2 separate regions of the Ovis aries genome follow, and region 2 is linked to region 1. Evidence: chromatin contacts called from public Hi-C data. All regions are on one chromosome and are shown on one strand. The core of a region is the stretch at or near the end of the contact, and the rest is flanking DNA. Distances in the headings are between cores, read along the strand shown.

Region 1 (4,689 bases), core at 1,807-4,306:
CTGGGGGCTGCCTGGTAGGTTGCAGGGTGTGGGGAAGATCTGGGTATGTTGGAGAGAAAGTGACAAGGATTGGCTGTGCTGTCCTGAAGGCATCTTTGTTTATGCGGCCACTCTTGTGTGAGGGTGTCTGAGCGTGATTAAGGGTACAGTGGCATGCATTAAACCCCATGGAGTGTGTGAGGGAGTCAGACAGTGGCCCCCTGTCTCTCAGGTTAAGACAAAAATAACAGCCAAGGCAACTATGGGCACTGGACTAAGTGGTGTATATAAATCAACTCATTTCATCCCCCATTTGACAAGAAAGTAAACTGAGGCACTGACAGGTGAAGAAACTTGCGGGACTGGCAGAGCTGGGATTTGAGCCCTGCTGGTTGCTTTCACAGTCCCAACCACTTGGTAACCTCAGATCCTCCCTCTCACCAAAGCCATGGGTACGAGCTGGTGTGGGGGGGTGGTGGTGGCACGGGTTAGTGTCTAGAGATGTGTGACCCTGAAGGTGTGCGTGAGTGTCTATGAGCTGTGTTTAGGCAGTGTTTCACATGTTGGTGTGATCGGCAGCATCAGTGAGTGGCTGTTTGTGCTAAAAAGGTGGGAGTACCCAGTGGGTGTGACGGTATAAGCCCACGTGTCAGTAAGATGGCACAGCCGCGTGTCTGTGTGCCTGTGTCCAGCTGTGTGTCAGCTGCTTATAAAGCTGGGTGGTTCTGAGATGTTCCAGGTCAGTTGTCGAGTGACTGGCCAAGTGCGTTACGTGGATCTGGCACAAGAGCAAAGCTTGTACACATAAAAACAGCCTTCAGGTGGCTGTCTGTCTGCAGGTCAGCCTGTATTCAGCCAGGCCAGCCAGGGCTGGGTCAGGATGCAGCTATCTGTCTGAGCCAGGAGGTGCCCACCCACGTTAACTTCTGGACACCCAGCCTTCCCCCAATATCAGCCTGCGTTGATGCCAAGAGGCCAGGGGGGAACACTGTTCCGTGACTCGTCATTTCCTTCTGCCACTTCCGGGAAGTCCCCAACCAACCTGGAGATACTGAATCAGCAGCCCTCAGAGGCAAGGCCGTGTGGACCCAGCCCGTCTGCCCTCCTTAAAAGGGAGAAGAGCTATTCTTGAGGAGCAGGGAGCAAAAGCCCGAAGGAAAAGAATCTGCCCCCTCTCTGGGCAGCCTAGTGCCAGCGGAGGGCAGCCGGGGCCAGACAGAACAGGAAATGGGATGGTAAGGCTGCACAGGTGGCAGCATGCATGGTCCAGCACAGATGAACTAAGCGTGGAAGAGAGGCTCAGAAAAGGACCTGGCTTTGTCTGGGTGACACATGGTGGGGGAACCACATGGGAAGAGGGCCTGGTTGGGGGAGGGTCCCCTCCAATCTCAAGTCCTTCAGGGCTCCCTGATGCAGAGCTCCCCAAACTTTTATCCAGACAAGGGACTTAAATCTTTATCCAGAAATCTCATCCTGGGGCCCTCCAACACCCAAAGATTCCCTTCCAATATCCCCTCAGCATCCTCCCCTTTAACAGCAGAGACCCTCCTAGGCCCCCCAATCAACACATCCTCCCCACCACCCCGGCTGCCAAGCATCACTGCTAAGACTTTCATGCCTATCACTGTCCTGTGGGGTCCCCTTTATGTACTCAAGCCCTCATATTTAGAAACCTCCAGGAGTGCGTCCTCACCCTCCTTATCCTGACCCTCCCCAGAGCCCCCCCAACTATCCCACCCCGTTTTCCTGAGGCCCTGGAGATGTCCCGGCCCCCCACCCCAGGACCCCAACCCCTCTTCCATCCACGTGGCGACTCTCCTTCCCACCAAGCTGAAGCACCCCTATCCCCCACCCCTCCACCAGATAGGGCGGGCTCTGACCTCACAAGATCCAGGAACGAATCGAGCACCTCCTTGGTGGGGGCCTCTTCCACCGGGCCCATGGCCGCGACCGAGGTGTTGATGGCGGCGAAGGCGGCGCCCGGCTGCAGCGCGAGCGCCAAGCCCACGCCGAGCGCCGACGCTAGCAGTGTGGTGACAAGGAAAAAGAGCAGCGCCCAGGCGCCCAGGCGGCCGAGCGCGCTCGGATCCAGGCTGGCGGCGCCGCCGATCAGGCTGCACACCACCAGCGGTAAGATGATCATCTTTAACAGGCGGAGCAGCAGCTCTCCCGGAAAGGAGAAGGCTTCTAGGCGCGCGGGGCCCAGGGCGAGCGCGCCGCCGGCTCCCGAGACCCCCAGGCCCAGTGCCACGCCGGCCACCACGGCCACCACCGTCAGCAGCACCAGCAGGTTGGCGCGAAGGCAGCGACGCACCTGATCCCTGGAACAGCAACGGCCGCCTTTTACCGAGCCTACGTCCTCTATGGGGACCAACGTCGAGACACCGTTGGCGGTGGGTTCCGCCGCCGCGTACCCTTTGGGGTCTCCCTTAGGCGGATCGGCCACCATGATGAACGCCCCTGGGGTTCCTTAGCGCCTGCAAGCTGGGAGCGCTTGGGGTTCCTTCTCAGGACGCTGACGTTCCTTAAAACTTTAACAGAGTCCGGAGGCCAGAACTTTCAAGAATTCTTTGCAGTTGTGAGTTCACAGCGCTCAAGTTCCTTGGCTCTTAGAAGCTGAAATGTTTGAGAGTCCCTTGGCTGGGCGCTGGGGTTCCTCTGTTCTCAGTCTGTGCCCGGCGCTGAAAGCTGGGAGGTGGGAGCGCTGGCGTTCTTGACCGTAGGGGTTAGGAATACGGGAGTTTCTCGAAGTGGGACCCTGGGGTCCTCGGCTCCGGAAGGGTTGAAGACGTCCGGGGGGCGGCGGTCTTCAAGAGGCTAGGTCCTGGTGGCTCAGATCCGGGACGCCTGGATCCGGGAGGCGGGAACCTGGCGACTGGCGGGGTCCTGGAAACAGAGGGCTGGGGAGTCTGAGTCTGGGGGCCAGAAGACGGAGCTCCGGGAAGAAGGGAGCCAGGTTCTTGGGTCCAAGAGGGGAGATTCGAGCCCCGGGATGCCGAAGGCGGTGGCCCGAGACCCCGGGAGTAAACAGCTGCTAGCCTATACCAAACCTCCCGAGCGCGCCGCGTGGCTCTGAGTGGCTTTGGCGGAAGCTGGCGGGACTAAGAATCCTGGGGCGAGGCCTGAGAGAGCCGGAGAGGAGCGCACCGCTGGCGATTGGCTCTCGCGCTTATAGGGCGGGACTTAGGGCCGGGGTGGGCGGGACTTAGGGCCGGGGTGGGTGGGCCCAAGGCACCCCGAGGGAAGGCAAAGTAACAGTTTGTATTTAGGGGCAGGGGCAGGGGCAGGGTCCGGGTGGGGTGTGGAGGGTCCGCAGGGGCTGGGCGTTGGAAGGAGGTTTGTTTTTCCTCCTAGAAAGGCTAGGATTGGGGGCTCTAAACCACAAAAGTCCCTGGAGCCAAATCATCTAGAAAGTGCCAGGTAATCCGCGGGGGGCTTATCGTGTAAATCTGTTTAGCTCCTACCGCCCTAAATTCCGTTTTTTTTTTTTTCCCTCGTTGCCAATTCCTCGATGTCGAAGTAAAATACAGATCCCTCACGTGATTGGTTAAGATTTAAATAAAATGGAGTGATTGAATGATGTTAATAATTTTCAGAATAAAGGTTCTCAGTTCAGAGCCCCACACGTGTCGATTAATGGCAGAATCGATGCGTTTGAACGGTGGTGCTAGAGAAGACTCTTGGGAGTCCCTAGGACTGCAAGGAGATCCAACCAGTCCATCTTAAAGGAGACCGGTCCTGGGTGTTCATTGGAGGGACTGATGCTGAGGCTGAAATTCCAATATTTTGGCCACCTCAGGCGAAGAGTTGACTCATTAGAAAAGACCTTGATGCTGGGAGGGATTGGGGGCAGGAGGAGAAGGGGACGACAGAGAATGAGATGGCTGGATGGCATCACCGACTCGATGCGCATGAGTTTGGGTGAACTCCGGAAGCTGATGATGGACAGGGAGGCCTGGCATGCTGAGATTCATGGGGTCACAAAGAGTCGGACACAACTGAGCGACTGAACTGAACTGAAGATTGTAATCCACTTCCCCCAGGTAGGTAATTTGCAGTTATCTATTTTAAATGGTAATTCAGTTTAAGGCTTTTACTTTCACCAAATATTTTCCTCTTTTTATTATGAACATTTTCAAGATACAAAAAAGTTTAGAGGATTTTACAGTGAACACCCAAATAGCCCAGACCTAGAGTCTAGAGTTATTTCACCATACTTCTATATACAATCTCTATACATTTATCTTTCTCTAGCCATCTACCCATTCACCTTCTTTGGATACATGTCAAAGTAAGTTGCAAATATCAGCGCCCTTTCCAAACAATTAAGGATGCATTTATTAATCACAGTTCAATATTTGTATGCAATCCTCTTTATTTATTTTTTTATTTTGGGGCCATACTGACTGGCTTGTGGGATCTTAGTTCCCTGACTAGGGCTTGAACCCACATTTTGGGCAATGAAAGTGCTGAATCATAACCACTAGACCACCAGTGAATTCCCTGTACACAGTCCTTTTTCACAAAATGCACAAACCATTAGTGACGCCTGCTGGTTTTTGACAAATGCGTATGCCTGATTTCACCGGAATCTCCAAAACTGCTTGGTGAGGTTGGGTCCACTAATATACCCATTCTCCAGATGGGCAAAACTGGGCCTTATGGCCAGAGGAAGTCACTCACCTTGAAGCCGCACCTGAAGGGAGCTGG
Region 2 (4,590 bases), core at 1,243-3,742, 46 kb after region 1:
CTTTTGGCTAAGGCGAGTAATGCTGCAGGCTTCAGCAATACGTGAACCGTGAACTTCCAGATGTTCAAGCTGGTTTTAGAAAAGGCAGGGGAACCAGAGATCAAATTGCCAACATCTGCTGAATCATCGAAAAAGCAAGAGACTTCCAGAAAAACATCTATTTCCGCTTTATTGACTGTGCCAAAGCCTTTGACTGGGTGGATCACAATAAGCTGTGGAAAATTCTGAAAGAGACAGGAATACCAGACCACCTGACCTGCCTCTTGAGAAACCTACATGCAGGTCAGGAAGCAACAGTTAGAACTGGGCATGGAACAACAGACTGGTTCTAAATAGGAAAAGGAGTACGTCAAGGCTGTATTGTCACCCTGCTTATTTAACTTATATGCAGAGTACATCATGAGAAACGCTGGGCTGGAAGAAGCACAAGCTGGAATCAAGATTGCCGGGAGAAATATCAATAACCTCAGATATGCAGATGACACCACCCTTATAGCAGAAAGTGAAGAGGAACTCAAAAGCCTCTTGATGAAAATGAAAGAGGAGAGTGAAAAAGTTGGCTTAAAGTTCAACATTCAGAAAACGAAGATCATGGCATCTGGTCCCATCACTTCATGGCAAATAGATGGGGAAACAGTGGAAACAGTGTCAGACTTTACTTTTTGGGGCTCCAAAATCACTGCAGATGGTGACTGCAGCCATGAAATTAAAAGACGCTTACTCCTTGGAAGGAAAGTTATGACCAACCTAGATAGCATATTCAAAAGCAGAGACGTTACTTTGGCAACAAATATGCGTCTAGTCAAGGCTATGGTTTTTCCTGTGGTCATATATGGATGTGAGAGTTGGACTGTGAAGAAAGCTGAGCACCGAAGAATTGATGCTTTTGAACTGTGGTGTTGGAGAAGACTCTTGAGAGTCCCTTGGGCTACAAGGAGATCCAACCAGTTCATTCTGAAGGAGATCAGCCCTGGGATTTCTTTGGAGGGAATGATGCTGAAGCTGAAACTCCAGTACTTTGGCCACCTCATGCGAAGAGTTGACTCATTGGAAAAGACTCTGATGCTGGGAGGGATTGGGGGCAGGAGGAGAAGGGGACGACAGAGGATCAGATGGCTGGGTGGCATCACTGACTCGATGGATGTGAGTCTGAGTGAACTCCGGGAGTTGGTGATGGACAGGGAGGCCTGGCATGCTGCGATTCATGGGGTCACGAAGAGTCGGACACGACTAAGCGACTGAACTGAACCGAATGCTGCTATGAACATTCACGGACAAGTTTCTGCATGAATCTACATCTTCATTTAACTTGGGTTCATGTAGAAATTTTGTACATCAGTTTTTATTTCCCTTGGGCAAACAATTAGGAGATTGCTGAGTCATAAAGTAAATGTAATGTTTAACTTTATAAGAACATGCCAGATCCTTCCAGAGAACCCGCCCTGTTTTCCATTCCAAGCAGCAATGTACAAGAGTTCTGGTTGCTCTGCAAGCTTGCCTGGCACACTCTGCATTCTTTTTAAGTATCTATTTTTTATTTAACTATGCCAGGTCTTCGTTACAGCATGCAAACACTTCAATTGCGGCGTGTGGGATCTAGTTTCCTGACCAGGGATCGAATCTGAGCCCCCTGCATTGGGAGCTTGGAGTCTTAACCACCACACCACCAGGTAAGTTCCTTTGCACTTGGTATATTTAATGAGCCATTCTCATAGAGCTGTGGTGACCTCAACAGCATTTAACGTGTGAATACTCTTCCTGAGCACGCTTTTTTCTCTGATTCCAGGGTGCTGCAGTCCATGAGGTCGCGAAGAGTCAGACATGACTGAGCAACTTCACTTTCACTTTTCACTTTCATGTATTGGAGAAGGAAATGGCAACCCACTCCAGGGTTCTTGACTTGAGAATCCCAGGGACGGGGGAGCCTGGTGGGCTGCCGTGTATGGGGTCACAGAGTCGGACACGACTGAATCGACTTAGCAGCAGCAGCAGCAGCAGCAGGTTGACTCAGGGCTGGGGCGGGGGGAGGAGGGGATGGAGGGATTGAGGGGTGATAGCTAAGGGTACAGGTTTCTTTTGGGGTGATGAAATGTTCTGGAAAATATTTTTAATTTTATTATTCACTTATTTAGGCTGTGCTGGGTCTTCCGTTGTGGCTCTTGGAAATGACCTCATCTCCCACCCTGTATCACCCAGCTGCAGATCCAAGCCACAGCTGGCTGCCCCCCACCCATGCTCTCACACCTCACGAGTGATCAGAGTCCTGTTGGTTTAAGCCACTCAGCTCGTGATAGCATTACAGCAGCAACAGGAAACAAATACACTGCTGGAACAATTTATCTATAAAAAGAATTCACCTCCCCAAGCCTCAGTGTCCCAAGTGAAATGAGGATGGTTATGTGTTCACCATCCACGTTTATAGACGTCTTGTCTCTCATAGGGCTGTGCACACAGAAGGCACTTAACGTCTGTGCAGTGAATGCGTGCCGACCGATGCTAGGTACTACCCAGCATTAATTCATTTACTCTTCAGGGACACTCCATGAGAGTAAAAACTATAGTCGACCCACTTGCCAGGTGAAGAAACAGAGGCAAGAGTACAGCGTGCAGCGTGTACAGCGTGCTTGTGACTGAGCTGGGACATGCCTGCCCCCTGCAGGTGGGACAATGACATGAGGCTGGGTCACAGTAGTAGGAGTGGGTGCCGCAAGCCTGCCGTTCTCAGCTCTACCAAGGCTGGCGGCCATGGCTGCAGCTGGCGGCCACCACTCTGTTCTCAATGGGCATGGGGGGAGGGGGCACAGCTGCTCCAGAGGGCACTAGAAACAGGTGCGGGGGAGTTCCCTGGTGATCCGGTGGTTAGGACTTGGCACTTTCACTGTCATGAGCCCGGGTTTAATTCCTGGTCGGGGAACTAGGATCCTGCAAGCTGAGCGAGGTGGCCAAAAGCAAACAAAATGCGCAGGAGTGCCTCCTGTTGCCAGAAGGGCTGAGGGCCACTTGCTGCTGGCACCTGGCAGCCGGGGGCGGGCAGGCCGGCCACGCCCGGGACAGCCCCACACAGTGAAGGCCTGAGGGCCGGCCGCGGCTGGGAGCCACTGAACACGGACCCGGAGCCTGCACCTCAGGCCTCGTTTCTGAGAACCAGGATTCTGCAGCCGCCTGCCTGGGCTCAAAACCATCCTGGTTCAGGACGTCCCTGGTGGTCTAGTGGTTAAGAATCCACCTGCCAATGCAGGGGACACAAATTCGATCCCTGGTCTGGGAAGATGCCACGTGCTGTGGGGCAACTAACGCTGTCATGAGGACTGAGCCTGAGCCTCATGGCGAGAGAAGCCACTGCGGTGAGAAGCCGGTGCCCCCCACTTGCTGCAAGTCCCTGCGTAGCCACGAAGACCCAGCATAGCCAAAAATAAAATAAACAAGTAGAATTTTTTTAAAAAAGAAAAAAACCTGGTTCAGCTGCAGACTCGCTCTGTGATCGTCTGAGTTGAGTGAGCCCCTCTAACCATCCCTTCCGCATCCTCTTTTGAGGGTTAACAAAGGCACGTCACGGCTTAGAACGGCCTGAGCGATGTCGGCGTTGGCTCTGAGTGTCATTATTTTAGGAGCGAGAGCTCAGTGTCTAAATCTGTCACCCTTCCCAGTCCCCCGGGGCCGTCTGCGGGCAGCAGCAGGTATGAACCCCGCTCCCCCCACCCCGCTCCCTCACTCAGCCCGAGGTGTGCTTGTTGACTGACTACCTGACGTACCAACGGCAGGGCCCCTGGAGCTGCCCGCGGTTCCCAGGCAGGACAGGCAGAGGCGCAAGGACACAAGGCCAGGCGGGGACCACAGGTTTATTGGGGGCTCCACGCGCACGCTCACGGCATCACACGAGGACGGCACGGTTACACGGTACACTCGAGGCAGCCTCCGCCCACAGCTGGGGCCCCGAGGCCGTGGGATGTGGCCTCCTCCCCTCCGCCCAGACCCAGCTGGGTGCCTTCCTCCTGGCCAGCTGAGGGAGGGGGCCGCTGGGGCGGACCCCGGGCCAGAAAGGGGAAGCGAGCAGGCTAGTCCGGGGAGGGACTGGGGCAGGAGGGCACGGCCGCCCTCACTCCAGGGACTGCAACATCAGCAACTGTTTGAGCACCTTCGTCTGGCTGGTCTCACGGATCTCGCCGGCCAGGAACATCTCATCCACGACCGTGTAAACCTGAGGGAAGGGAGGGCATGGGGAGACCCTGGGGTGAGCAGTGGGGGGGACCCCCGGGGAGCTGGGGAGTTCTGATGCCCAAGAACCAGCAAACAGACCCCAGCGGAGGCACCAGGGTGGCTGCGGGCTTCTGGCCCCCTACTGACCCCCTCCTCTGGCTCCCTCCTCCTCATCTTCCCCAGGAGCCCACCTTATAGAAGTTGAACACCAGGTCCAGTTCACAGACGTTATGGAAATATTCATTTAAGACCTAGGAGAAGACAGAGGTGCTGCAAGATGAGCAAGGACACACACACACACACACATACACACCCACACGCAGAGGCATCAGAAAGAGGTGGCACAAAAATGAGGCAGAGGGGACTTCCCTGGTCCAGTGGCTAAGATGCCAT

Evidence for each region. Hi-C and Micro-C count contacts between places; a contact is called where the count stands out from the background.
Region 2: a Hi-C map of hypothalamus shows a contact between it and region 1, with 5 times the contacts expected there. The contact joins the enhancer-like site here to the promoter of SLC1A5 in region 1. A contact is called at or near these places in 4 of 16 Hi-C or Micro-C datasets (blood, hypothalamus, mesenteric adipose tissue and 1 more).

The regions. Positions count from the first base shown.
Region 1 is chr14:53,647,184-53,651,872 of ARS-UI_Ramb_v3.0, forward strand. SLC1A5 (solute carrier family 1 member 5) reads right to left here and starts at 3,057. Exons shown (of 8, transcript XM_027978525.2): 1 at 1,860-3,057. The coding sequence starts at 2,428.
Region 2 is chr14:53,693,974-53,698,563 of ARS-UI_Ramb_v3.0, forward strand. It overlaps AP2S1 (adaptor related protein complex 2 subunit sigma 1), which reads right to left. Exons shown (of 5, transcript XM_027978526.3): 4 at 4,389-4,448; 5 at 3,825-4,198. The coding sequence ends at 4,097. Among named protein-coding and RNA genes, the nearest start is that of AP2S1, 11 kb to the right of the region's middle. Within about 2 kb of position 2,493, at least 12 of the 54 cell types and tissues checked have an H3K27ac peak or open chromatin away from gene starts, as enhancers often do. A contact at or near this core is called in hypothalamus, where this site is marked.